Regions from separate parts of the Zea mays genome. Here region 1 is linked to region 2. Evidence: chromatin contacts called from public Hi-C data. All regions are on one chromosome and are shown on one strand. The core of a region is the stretch at or near the end of the contact, and the rest is flanking DNA. Distances in the headings are between cores, read along the strand shown.

What was found. A called contact is a pair of places that touch in the nucleus more often than the background predicts.
Region 1: a Hi-C map of tassel shows a contact between it and region 2, with 4 times the contacts expected there. The contact joins the promoter of LOC100285016 here to the promoter of LOC100276930 in region 2. A contact is called at or near these places in 4 of 25 Hi-C or Micro-C datasets (ear, endosperm, leaf and 1 more).

The regions. Positions count from the first base shown.
Region 1 is chr6:138,869,326-138,875,835 of Zm-B73-REFERENCE-NAM-5.0, reverse strand. It overlaps LOC100285016, which reads right to left and starts at 3,005. Exons shown (of 2, transcript NM_001157911.2): 1 at 2,404-3,005; 2 at 741-2,278. The coding sequence starts at 2,853. The coding sequence ends at 1,418.
Region 2 is chr6:138,577,772-138,584,079 of Zm-B73-REFERENCE-NAM-5.0, reverse strand. It overlaps LOC100276930, which reads left to right and starts at 4,792. Exons shown (of 3, transcript NM_001150623.2): 1 at 4,792-5,098. The coding sequence starts at 5,062. LOC100276494 reads left to right here. Exons shown (of 12, transcript NM_001150268.1): 11 at 129-220; 12 at 318-591. The coding sequence ends at 345.

The DNA.
Region 1 (6,510 bases), core at 1,756-4,255, 290 kb before region 2:
CTCGCCAGCGTCAGGCTATAGCTTGCTTGACCACGAAAGCGACTCGTCGCGATAACACTGCCAAATCCTACAACACATTTATTTAATTATTTAATTATTTATTTTAAAAACGTTCACATTTAAATTTTTTATTTTTATTTTAATGCGGACGAAGGACCTGACCATCCCACTGCTCAGTGCTCTCTGCTCCGCACGTGGTACCTACCAGCTAGCTGGCTTTGACACCGACGACATCCCCATTCCCCAAACGGCGAAGAGACGGGTGGTGTGGTCGTCAATGCGGACGCTCTATACGCCTCAACGTCTGCGTGCGTGCTCTCTTCACCGGACGCTCGAATTGTGCGCCAAATTTACCGAATTCGTAAGGAAAGTCGTTACGACTTTGCAGAGGAGCCCTAGAAATCGACCTGGCCAATGGACACGGTCACAGAACTATGCTCGGCGGTCACCAAATTCATCGTAAAGACACAGCATTAAAGGTTCCAGATTTTTTTTCATGTTTTCTATGTTGTTTTTTCGGTTCTAAAATTCATACATTTCAAATGGGTCTAATAGATTTTTTTTTACACGTAGGAAGCTACAAACTCACTGCTTGCAGAGAAGATAAAAAAAACGTAGTGGTTTCATCGACTAAAAACGAAACAACTCCACGCTATAATATCCGGGTACCGAACAGGCTTTGCACACATCAACCAGCGTCCAACATCAAAGCGGAAGCCACATCTTCACGCGCTAAAATTAGAGGGCTCTCTGTATGCAGTATGTAACCATTACTGCGTTTTTTTCTTCCTTTGAGACTTAAGCTCACATGTCTTGTAGTTCATGTATATACTAGACAGAAAAAAAATGCTGAACACTATATTACAAATACAATCTTATTATGGTATTTAGGGGCAGACTAGTTGGTGGCTTCCCACCGACTCCAGTTTTGATCCTTTCTCCGATCAAAGCCCCCAAAGAACAACAGGCAAGAAGAAAAGAAAAATGCCATGTACTTGCACCCGACACCAACAAAAGAGAACAAGACATCCAACGGAAATAAGGAATCCAATACCAATCCCACTATTGCCAACTACTATCTAGCTGTGTCTATCTGTCCCCCGCCCATACCTCTCCTTCTGTTCTTCACCTCACCTGGCTCTAGCTGGCTGCCTGCCTGCCTGTGCAGTATGTACAACACTTTATTATCATGTTTTTTCCTTTCTTATCTTTTTCTCTCTTTATATTAGTAGTTTATTGCTTCGGTTTTTTTTTCTAGATGACCACTCGTCCTAAGGCAGCAATGTGATTAGTAATTGTAATACCAACTAATAATTACCACAGTAACTGAGAGGAGAAAAAAAAACAAGAAACCCATGAACAAACGGGAGGCCGGCGGAGACGACGGCGGCTGGTGAACGCAGGACGAGGCGGGGCGCTAGTTCATGTCCACCATGGCGTCGTGGAAGCGCGAGACGCGGTCGGGCGTCACGCACTGCGTGATGAGCCTCGCCCCTGGCTTGTGGGCCCATGGCTTGACGAGGATGCACGTGGCGATGTAGTCCAGGTTCGTCAGCGGTACCACGTGGGCTGGCGGGCCCCACCCGTAGTCCACCTCCGCGAAGCCGAGGCGCGTCCAATCCGACACCAGCAGCGTCCGGTAGTCGGAGGTGATCTGGTAGGGGTCCACGCCGTCGGCGCCCTCCTCCCCCGCCGCCCACCGCGCGAACTCCAACGGCAGCCGCTTCTTCCCCTCCCTGATGATCTTCACCACGTCGGTGACGGACGACGAGGACACCTTGTCGGCCGTGGACGCGACGCGCATGATGTAGTAGCAGTTGCCGTAGAAGCCGGCGCCGCCCCGCGGGAGGCGGGCGCCGAGGAGCGGGCGCGCGTTCATGGCGAAGCAGAGCTGCACGGGGGTGTCGGGGTCCTCGAACCCCGCGGCGCGGGTGCGGCTCTGCCACGCCTTGGCGATGAGGACCTCGAAGGCCGAGCAGCGGCCCCCGCCCGTGGCCGCCGCGAACTGGGACTTGAAGTGGTCGATGTAGTCGGCGGAGATGTCGATGGCCAGGTACTCGAGGCGCTTGGCGCCCGTGGGCTCGGGGAGGCTGCCGACCAGCGCGCCCGACGGGTCTGGGATGGCGTCGCGGGCCCAGGTGGGCGCCACGGAGACCTGGTCCGCCCCGCGCGCCAGCTCCCCCACCGCGCCCATGAACTTGGCCGCGCCGAGCCCGTCCGCCACCGCGTGGCTGAAGCGGAAGCCCACCACGAAGCCGCCGCACGCGAACGCCGTCACCTGCACGTACGCGTCGGGGCAGCGGTCTGAGAGCTGAGAATCCCAAATCCACGGCGAAGCAACGCAATCCCACACAATGCAGCTGGAATCAACCGACCGGACGAGGCCTCTGCGGGCGTGCGTACCTGGACGAGCAGGATGAGCTTGCTCTCCTCCTCGTGGCTGGGCCTCGGCAGCGGGTGCGGGAGCAGCTCGTCCTTGGGGATCTGGAGCGGGTACTCGAGGTAGTCGACGTCCTCCAGGCGGCACCGTACGGCGGCCTCGATGAACCAGACGCCCTCAGCGCTGCAGTCGACGTGCAGGCCCCCGGCGCTGTCGGACACGGCGAGGCGGCCGGCGAGCGGGTAGTAGTCGACCAGCGCCCGTGCGAGGGCCCGCTCGATGGTCTCCGCGGGGCTGAGCCCGTCACGCGCCGGGTCGGGCTTGAAGACGTGCAGCGACTCGATGAGCGCCATCTGCGTCGGGTACCGGTCCAGCCACGACAGGCGGTGGGGGGCAGTGGGGGTGGGCTCCGCCGGCGGCACCAGGCGCTGCGCCAGCCGCTCCACCGTCTTCGCGGCCGCTGCCGACTCCATAGCTCACCGCCTCACCGGAAGGAGAGGGAGAGGAGAGGGGCGGAGGGTCTCTCTCCCTCGTTTCCCTTGGCCCGGAGGGATTTGGCCTTCCGGAGAAGGTTGGTAGTTGTGGGTGGGGTGTGTGCTGTCCTGTGACTTTCAAGTTGAGCGTTGGTTCCTGTGCTTGGTGAGGTGCTGCTTTATATAGATGCTTGAGTTCCGGAGTGGATCAGCGGCGCGGGGCTCCGAGGGCAGGGGCGGCTTGAGTGCTTGACGCAGGCACGATGGTGGCGGGCGGGCGGGCGGGCGGACGCCGGACGGAAACGTAGACAGGGTGCCAGACTGCCAGAGGCAGGAGTCGCAGCCCTGCAGAGCGGCGGCGGTGCGCGATGGCCGATGGCAGTAGGAACTAGGAAAGGAAGGGTGCGCCTGCGCGAGCGTGTCGACGACGACGTGAGTCACATGGATCAGGTCCACGGGCCCCTATGGCCGCACGCCCACGGCCCGTTTCCATTTATTTTATTTATTTTTAAAAATATATTTGTCTTACTGTATTCCGTTTATACGTTCCATACTTTCCTGCAGCGACCACCAGGTCACTGCAACGTGAAGTGCATCAATGGTGTCGGTCAAATCAAGAGCTCCGTTTCTTTCGCCAACGCACAACATGCATGATCATATTTTTTTTGGCTATTACATGGTTACCCCTATCTGGAGATGTGATTTCGTTTTTACTCCGTTTTTAAAGTTGGTATGTATTTTATTTTTTCAAAACGAACACATAGTTTGTCTCTTAACACTACTGAATTCAGCTAATTCAGCCCGTAACACTACTGATTTTTTTTCGAAACGAACACATAGATTTTTTGGCTATTTTTTTCACTTTTATCTCTCGTTTTTAGGATGAAAACGGTCGATAAACACTAAAACTACCACGTCGATTCCGATAGAAAATTCCGAAAACCGATTCCGTTTTCAAAAAATACTGTTACCGGTGAATCCGATCGAAAAATTTCGAAATCGGTTTTCGTAATTCCAAAAAATTCCAAAACCGTTTTCATCCCTACTCTTTTTATCAACAATTTGTAAAATTGCTCTCACGTTATTATAAAAGTTTGAAATATGATTGTGATATAAGTCCCAATTTTAAAAATTAATAATTTATTTTTTAAATTAAAAGTATTTCGAAATTAATGAAAATAAATTGAATTTGACATTATTTTTTGACAAAAGTGACAACGTTTATTTATAATTTTGAAAATAATTTAAGTATAATTTATTTTCAAAACTATAATTAAAATATTGTCAAAAAATAATATCAAATTTAATTTATTTTCAATAATTAAAATAGTGTTAAATTTAAAGTTGAAATGTTTATTTTTAAAATTTATGATCATATTTATGTTGCAATTATATTTTAAACTATTTATTATATCAAAGAGAGAGTAAATTTGTAAAATCTCTATTATATTAAAACACCAGTTTTAATGGTCAACTTGCGTTAATATTTCAAAAAAAACTATACTTCTTTAGAATCAACCTGTACTCTTATAATCCCTTCTCTAGGAGAGTTTCATGTGTCATGGTTTTCGCGTGTTGTTCCCATCCAGTGACCGTCGTACATCATTGTGCTTCCCTGCATCTCTAAAACGAACTCTCGCGCATGTCACACGAAGAAACCGCCTTCGCACGCCATGCGCCTTCCTACGCTCGCTGTCGCAACCTCGGAGCGCGGCGTGAGGATAAGCCCCTGCAAACTCCATGCCGAGCAATGCGAGGATAGACCCCGTGAACTTCGCGTCAAGTGACCCGCCACGCCGCAACCTCCAATAGCGTGCCTGCCACAACTATCGTCGCTATAAATTTCTAGCCTCTAGCTCTCCGCGTCAGCGCAACGAAAATGGTTACCACCAGCAGCAAGGCTAGGATATCCCGAGGTGGCGGGCTCTTCAGAGACCTGTGTCGTCAGTCTAGTGTTGCGTTCGACTGCTTGCCATGACACGTCGAGGTCGGACGAGGACGACGGAGACATGTTGGTTGGTGGTTGCGGCCACGGGCCCCTCGCTATGGCACTGGCGATAAGGAGGCTGTAGTGGAGCAGCGTGGCGCGGGTGTCGCTTCGCGTAGGGAGGCGCTATCCGCTCTACATCGCGCCCCATTGTTCCATGGTAGTTAAGGTACCCGTACCACCAACTCTCTGACTCTGACGATCAATCAATATGCTTAGGCCGAGGAGGTCTCAATTGGTAGTTGTAGATGGAGTGCTGGCGATACTGATGCGAACGGAGCTTCGGAGTCAGATTGGTGCGTATGGGGGTGAGCGAGCGGCTGCTTGCTTGCTCGTTTCTAAATTGATGGAGCGGGGAATTGAGATGTCCGTGTTTATGGCGGTAACTGCGGCCATGAGGATGCATGTCATGTATTTGTGGAATTGCGGCAACCTTCACTGAGTCTGGGAGAGATACTTCTATGGCCGTGATCTGAAGAAGGTTCTCAAAGCATGGACATCTTTTAGCTTTGTTGGATGATTCTAACTTACATATGTTTCCATTTCAATATTAATCTTATTCTATTAACAACATATTTTCTTAAGTGACATCAAGTTTAGCTTCACAAATATTGTCGGGGACCATAATTAGGGGTACCCTCAAGACGCCTAATTCTCAGCTGGTAACCCCCATCAGCATAAAGCTGCAGAGGCCTGATGGATGCGATTAAGTCAGGGATCAGTCCATACGAGCGACTCGATCACGCCTCGCCCGAGCCTAGCCTCGGGCAAGGGCAGCCGAGGCTTTAACGGCGGACACATCTCCGGCTCGCCCGAGGCCTTGCCTTCGCTAAGAAGCAACCCTGACTAAATCGCCGCACCGACCGACCGAGTCGCAGGAGCATTTAACGCAAAGGTGGCCTGACACCTTTATCCTGACGCGCGCCCCCCGGCAGAGCCGAAGTGACCGCCGTCACTTCGCCGCTCCACTGACCGGTCTGACAGAAGGACAGCGCCGCCTGCGCCACTCCGACTGCAGTGCCACTTGACAGAGTGAGACTGACAGGCAGTCAGGCCTTGCCAAAGGCGCCATAGGAAACTCCGCTCCGCCCGACCTAGGGCTCGGACTCGAGCTAAGCCCCGGAAGACGGCGAACTCCGCTCCGCCCGACCTAGGGCTCGGACTCGGGCTAAGCCCCGGAAGACGGCGAACTCCGCTCCGCCCGACCCAGGGCTCGGACTCGGGCTAGGCCCCGGAAGACGGCGAACTCCGCTCCGCCCGACCCAGGGCTCGGACTCGGGCTACGCCCCGGAAGACGGCGAACTCCGCTCCGCCCGACCCAGGGCTCGGACTCGGGCTAGGCCCCGGAAGACGGCGAACTCCGCTCCGCCCGACCCAGGGCTCGGACTCGGGCTAAGCCCCAGAAGACGGCGAACTCCGCTCCGCCCGACCCAGGGCTCGGACTCGGGCTAAGCCCCGGAAGACGGCGAACTCCGCTCCGCCCGACCCAGGGCTCGGACTCGGGCTCAGCCCCAGAAGACGACGAACTCCACTTCACCCGACCCCAGGGCTCGGACTCCGCCCTGGCCTCTGCCGAACAACCTCCGCCTCGCCCGACCCAGGGGCTCGGGCTCGGCCTCGGCCATGGAAGACAGACTCGACCTCGGCTTCGGAGGAGCCTCCACGTCGCC
Region 2 (6,308 bases), core at 3,543-6,042:
TTGCTTCAAACATCTTTTGAACCTCGCCATCTTATATCTAGTTATTCTTGAACTGATGAAACTTAACAATAAATATGCCATTTGACTAGCCTGCAAGTTGTTACAGTGGAAGCTAAATTTCATTTCAGGGATTGCAACTGGCAATAGAATCAGGGAATTGTGGCAAGGACACCATTGATATGCTGTTGAAAGATGCTGATTCCTCTGATAAAATAAACAGGTTTGATTGTTTGAAGATCCTTTTGTTGTGCATGCATTCTCTTTTACCCTCGATTGGGTATAGATCAAACTAACTATTGTGGTATGCTCATTTGCAGGACGTCCTCCATCAAATCTGCCAGCTAATTATTATCTGGTCGATACTGATTCGATGCCCAGTCGGAATATTTATAGGGTTTTCATTACAAGTAAATATGTAAATAGCTGCAGCCTTTTGCTTGCAGGAAGTGCATTTTGTTTAATTTGTAAGCTTCGCAAAATGCTAGTAGTTGCTACTACGTAGGAACCTAGTCATGCTTTAATTTTGTGGTTTCGCTTTGTGAAACGAGAATGCAACACGTAATAAACGAAAAACACCGGTTGGCTTTACAATGTGGACTTGTAACTTAAGGCCGTTTGGATCTTGTCATTTTTAGAGGAATTGGAATCTACTGTGTAGATTATTTGGCTTGAAATTTGATGTTCCACCACTTTGTAAAATTCAAATACAAGTCTATCTCATTCCTCATAGGATAGAGGGATGGAAATGATTTTTATGTATCACTTGACTGTTTCTACCCTACAATTTATTTTATAACATGTTATTTGGCTCGTTCCTTTATGCTAGAAATATAGCACATAAATATCTTCTCCATGACTACTAGTATACAAATATATTCTACATAACTATATTAGCTTAACTAAGCTGTATCTAAATTACAATTATTAGAATTTTATCTAAATTATGATTATTAGAATGGAATGTAATTCTAAGGAAATTAGAATTGTATCTAAGGCTCGTCTGATAGAGCTCTGCTCTTGATTTAGCTCCGAGAGCTGATTCTTTGATAAAGTGATTTTAAATGATTCTTTAGTAGAAGTGAATCTATCTGGTGAAAACTGTTTTAGCTCCGAGAGCTGATTCTTTGATAAAGTGATTTTAAATGATTCTTTAGTAGAAGTGAATCTATCCGGTGAAAACTGTTTGACAAATAGTGTGTGATGTGATTCTCGAAAGGTTTGAGAGCGGGAGCAGGTTGAGAATAAAATAGTGACTAGATTTATTTCACTCCTATCATACAACAATTTACCTTTTTGTTGTTTGGGGTGTGAGAGTGATTCTTGCTGGGAGTAGAGCTGTGCGAGCTCTGCTAATTACGATTATTAGAATGAAATTCGATTTCAAGATCCAAACCGGCCTTATAGATTTTGATGTACCTGCTAATTCCACTAAAGCATGGCGTTTGAAAAACCACGAGGTGAAGTAACAAAAGCTTGATGTTTGGCAGAGCTTTCACAGCTCTATACCTAGCAAGAATTATTCCTACAAAGTCAAACAATAAAAATCTGAACTGCTCTATGGTGAGAGTATAGTGAATCTAATCTCTATTTTTTATTAGAAAGTGGGAGAAAAAAAAACTTACTTCCCACCCCTCCTAGCCTGCTCCCCACTCTAATCCCTCAGGAATCAATTTACAACCTATCTACCAAATGGTTTTAGTCAAATAGATTCATTTCTGTTAAAGAATCATTTGAAATCACTCTATTAGAGAATCGACTCTCGGAGCTAGAGAACCATGGAGCAGAGCTTTGGCAAACAAGCCTAAACGGTTTGCGTTGTATCTCGGAGCTTCTGTCCTGATTCTATCTTTATATCTTTCAAGCTACTCTAATTTCTTTTTTTTTCTTTGCGCTGTATACGATGCAGTTAGGCCATATTTGGTTTCTTTAGTCTAGGGACTAAAGTTTAGTTAGGAGACTAAAGTTTAGTCCCTAACATATTTGGTTCTAGGGGCTAAAAATAATAAAAATATACTAAATGACTTATAAAAAGACTAAAATGGCCTTTAACATTCTCATGCTATTAGTACAATTGAACTAAATAAGGGGTAAATATGGAATTAATATGATTTAGTCCCTTTTAGCACATATGTGAAGAACTAAAGACTAAATCATTTTAGTCCATATTTTCGTCCTAGTGTTTGGCAAAAAAGGGACTAAATGAGACTGAAAACTAGAGACTAATCATTAATCCCTCTAACCAAACACCATCTTAAGCACTTCAAAATTGGTGCAAGTTGCAGGTGCTACTATTTACTAGGGCTTCGGCTTTTGATTCTATAGCTGTCCTGGAGAATGGGCTAGATCCTGTAGCTCGGGCCCTTGACATTCTTCTGAGCGTATCTATGTTTCAATTAAGATAGGGAAAGACTTTATGTACATGTTTAAATTAAAAACGCTCTTAGAACAGGGTATCATGCAGCACATAGGTGCAATAAACAAAAAATACTCTTAAGTTTCTATACTTCCTATGTCAATGCCCTTTTTTGCTGCTTGATGTCCTTTTCGCTCTAAAGGCAATTTGTGCTACCGTTTCAATTGATGCCCTTTTCTAATTGTATCTAGTCTTTTAATTGATGAAAAGTAGCATATTCTTCGGCCAGCGTTGTGAGCTATTAGATTTTCATCTACAAGCTAGAAAAAAGTCAACTAATACATATTAGAGAAAAATTGCAAAAATCAACTTATGAGGCATTTTTCCAAGTACTACGCTAAACTATGTTAATTATTTAGACTCCCTTTGAAGGCAGGGATTTCAGAGGAATCCTATAGAAATTTCACAGGAAACAAGAAAAATTCTCGCATTCCAAATGGGGTCTAATGGTTGAATATTTGTTTATGCTCGTAGCATCAGACAACAGTAGACAAAAGAGGTGCTCCATGCACGATTAACTGTAGGACCACTCTAGAGGATTACATGGGTCCAGGCATCAACTATATTGGTTGGCCAATGTCGATAATTATGTACTATATAAATCACCAGTTTCTATGGTTCTATCATCGTCACTTTTGCAAAAACCCCCTTATATTTATTTGTAATCAACCTACTAGTTTCCACTGTTATAGCTTTATGCAAAAATAAGGTAAAATTATGTATAAGTTGGGGTTTAAACCTTGGTTGTCGGCTCTATATTCATACCCAGCAACAGAACACACATATAAACAAAATCTACCTATGTGATATATAGAAATCGTAGTAATGCACAGACATCTGATTAGTTATGACTAAATTGAGTGTGAAGTTTAGTTACTAACAAGCTTGCCCTTTTATTTTTTCTTTTGTGGATTTACTTCTTTCTACTCTATATAATAGGCTTACATGTCAACCACTTTGTCCTAAATGATTGTGCCATGTAGCTATTGAGAAAAGAGATTTGGATCCCACACTAACAAGAATTAGCATGCTCATGATTGACACGATATTGAAGGCAACCAAGTAGCGGACTGAAAAATTAATCAAGATCGATTAAGTCAATGCTGATCCTATTCTTATCTGGTAGACTTCCGAACACTTCTCGAGAAGACCCGTCAAGGAGCATGTGAAGGTTGTCCTAGAATTGACAATACCACCTAGAATGTCGCTAAATTTCACCAAGATATGTGATGAATAATGAGATAGAGACAAAAAAGGATAAAATAGATATTGAATGTATTTTTGATCGATTGGACATTGCATCCCTCAATCGATCGTGGTCCTCTCATATATATAGAGGGGGTGATCTTGTCCTTGTAGAAAACAACTCCAAAACACGTTCTTCAAGTTTCCTATGCCTAAATTTGATTTAGAAACGATTATAAACACTAGGTCTATGAAGACAATATTGTAAATTTCTTCTTTGCGGCATTGTTGAATCTCCATCCTTCGGAAACATAGTAGGTGCAAGAGAACTTCAGTTACAATTGAATATATATGAATCAGTAGTGGACAATAGAGAATTTAAACACTTGGCTAGGGATTTTGGTTTGATGGCCTAACTTGTTTTTAGAAGTCAAAGAGTATATCTTTGGTACTCTCCAATAAGGGAAAATGCACCTAAATTGGAGATTAAGGATGAATGTCATAAACTAGCAATGTTGGTTCCCTTTTGCCAATATTACCATGACCATCTCTTAGGCACGCTTAATTGCTACTTGTCATGTTGCTTCTCGTGTGTCTGTTTTCTTTTTTTAGCACTTTGGCATATATTTCTTTTTACAATGGTGGTCCACTGGTTGCTATTTGGTTCAAAGCTATATAGTACAATGCCCGTAAGTTGTGACAACACATAAATATCCCGATAAAATATTAGCGCACAACGATTTCATAAAAGCGAGCAATACATATATGATCGATCTTAAATTCTTTGCCAAATGATCAATACAGACTAAACTTGTCATTTAGAGTGCCTCCTCCTCTCTCGTGTGCTTGTTAGACAAGACGTGTAGGAAAATAGATCTACACGCTTCTCGCGAGACGTACGATGGAACTCGTTTTTTAAAAGAGTAGAGATTTCTACATAGCAGTCAAATTTAATCATCAATATAAATAATTATTATTTATTAAGATTTTAAATAATAATCTTTATTACTATCATTGAATAAGTTTTTTATCGTACTTAAATGCTAGAGTAGATCCCACCCCCAAAGACGTCGGTAAGTCATGCTGAATGACTGACCTGAGCAACCTGCTCTTTTTGCCTAATTATACCAAAAACCTGCCTACCTTTGCCGGCCAGGCGCCGTTTTATGCCGGGGCCATCCCTGCGGCAGCCCACCTGTCAGGCGAGCCCCTCTCTCGGGAATCCTCCCAAAATTCCCCAATTCACAGGCTGCCTCGCAGCCGCAGGCCACCTTCGCGCGCCCACGTCGCCGCCATACCATACCCGCCGGCAGCCGCCCCGTCTTAAGATTTCCCTCCTCTCGTCTCATCGCTCGCTGTCCCTCAGAGACCCGACAGCCAGCATACTCCTCCCTCCCGCAACTGCTACCTTTGCACCGTGGGAGCTTCCCGTTTCTTGGATCTCTGGACGGCCGGCGCTGGGCATGATGGATGGAGGCCAAGATGGCCCGGAAAGCTCAGGTGATTTTAAGTCTTCAACGCTAGCTCGTAGCTTTAAATTAATGTGTTTTTTTTTCAAGAGTAAAGATGAGTGCCTGGCCAATTTGTCTATGCAATGCACAAGTTAAGGCTCACAGCTTGCACGGCTGAGTTTGTTTATGTACTGCAGCTTACTAATATCTGAAACATAGCCTGGAGACTTTTCGTTGGCACTACCGTTCCGTGAGAATTGGTTTGACTTATTTGTGCTGCCAGCTTAAACAGGCGACCGTCCTGTTCTCTGCATGGTAGAGTCATATTTTATTCTGTCTTAAATGATTATCTGGAAGCCGACAAGTTCTGAATTCTTATTTAGTAACTGATGTACGAAGGAACGATTTTTCTTATATCTCGTTGCTGTAGCCACTTTGAGTCGTTTTTGTGATATGCACCAATCAGATGTAGCAAGAATTGTGTTATCAACCTTTTTTTCATATGCCTTTTTATTAATTATTAACTGCGGATCATCTGCCACATTTAATGAATTTTGAAACATGAACTAGTACAGGATTGCAAATTGGTAGTGTTCATTTTCTGATGAATAGTTATTTACCTGCTCTTAGCTGTGTTCATGTATATTTCTGATTGACATTTTCCATCTTAGGCAGTCGACATAAGCATGGAAAGAATCCAGATTAAATAAGCAAGGCCTCTAGGTGTTTAAAAGAAATCTATGTATGGACTATGGAGTCATTTTTCCTGAAGCAATGACAGATCACACAAACCGAGCTGATCTTGTTTGAACACAAGTTCAACTTCTAAAGGATGCCCTAAGCTAAAAGCAAAACTGTTTACAGATTCCTGAAGGATGAAACCCAGTATTTGAAGTGTGAGTGAGATGAGTTATATACTAACGTTTTCAATGTAATGAAGTTGATGAATTTTATTTGTTGTAGGTAACTAGTAGTCTATTGCGAAAGCGTCTCTAGCGTAATGGTTAAGGCTTCCGAGTAGCACCTTTAGATCCTGGGTTCGATCTCACTCGGGGGCGAATTTTGGGCTTGGTTAAAAAAAATTCCCTCGTTGTGCGCTGCGTGCTCCCGGGTTACGTCCTACGCGCCACCCTCCGGTTGGGTCGTTGCAGAGTGGGCGGTGACGGTCCGCTAGTGATGGGGCCAGGGTTCTGGGATTTTCTCGGCCAGGACCATGTTCCCTCGTTGTGCGCCGCGTGCTCCCGGGTTACGTCCTACGC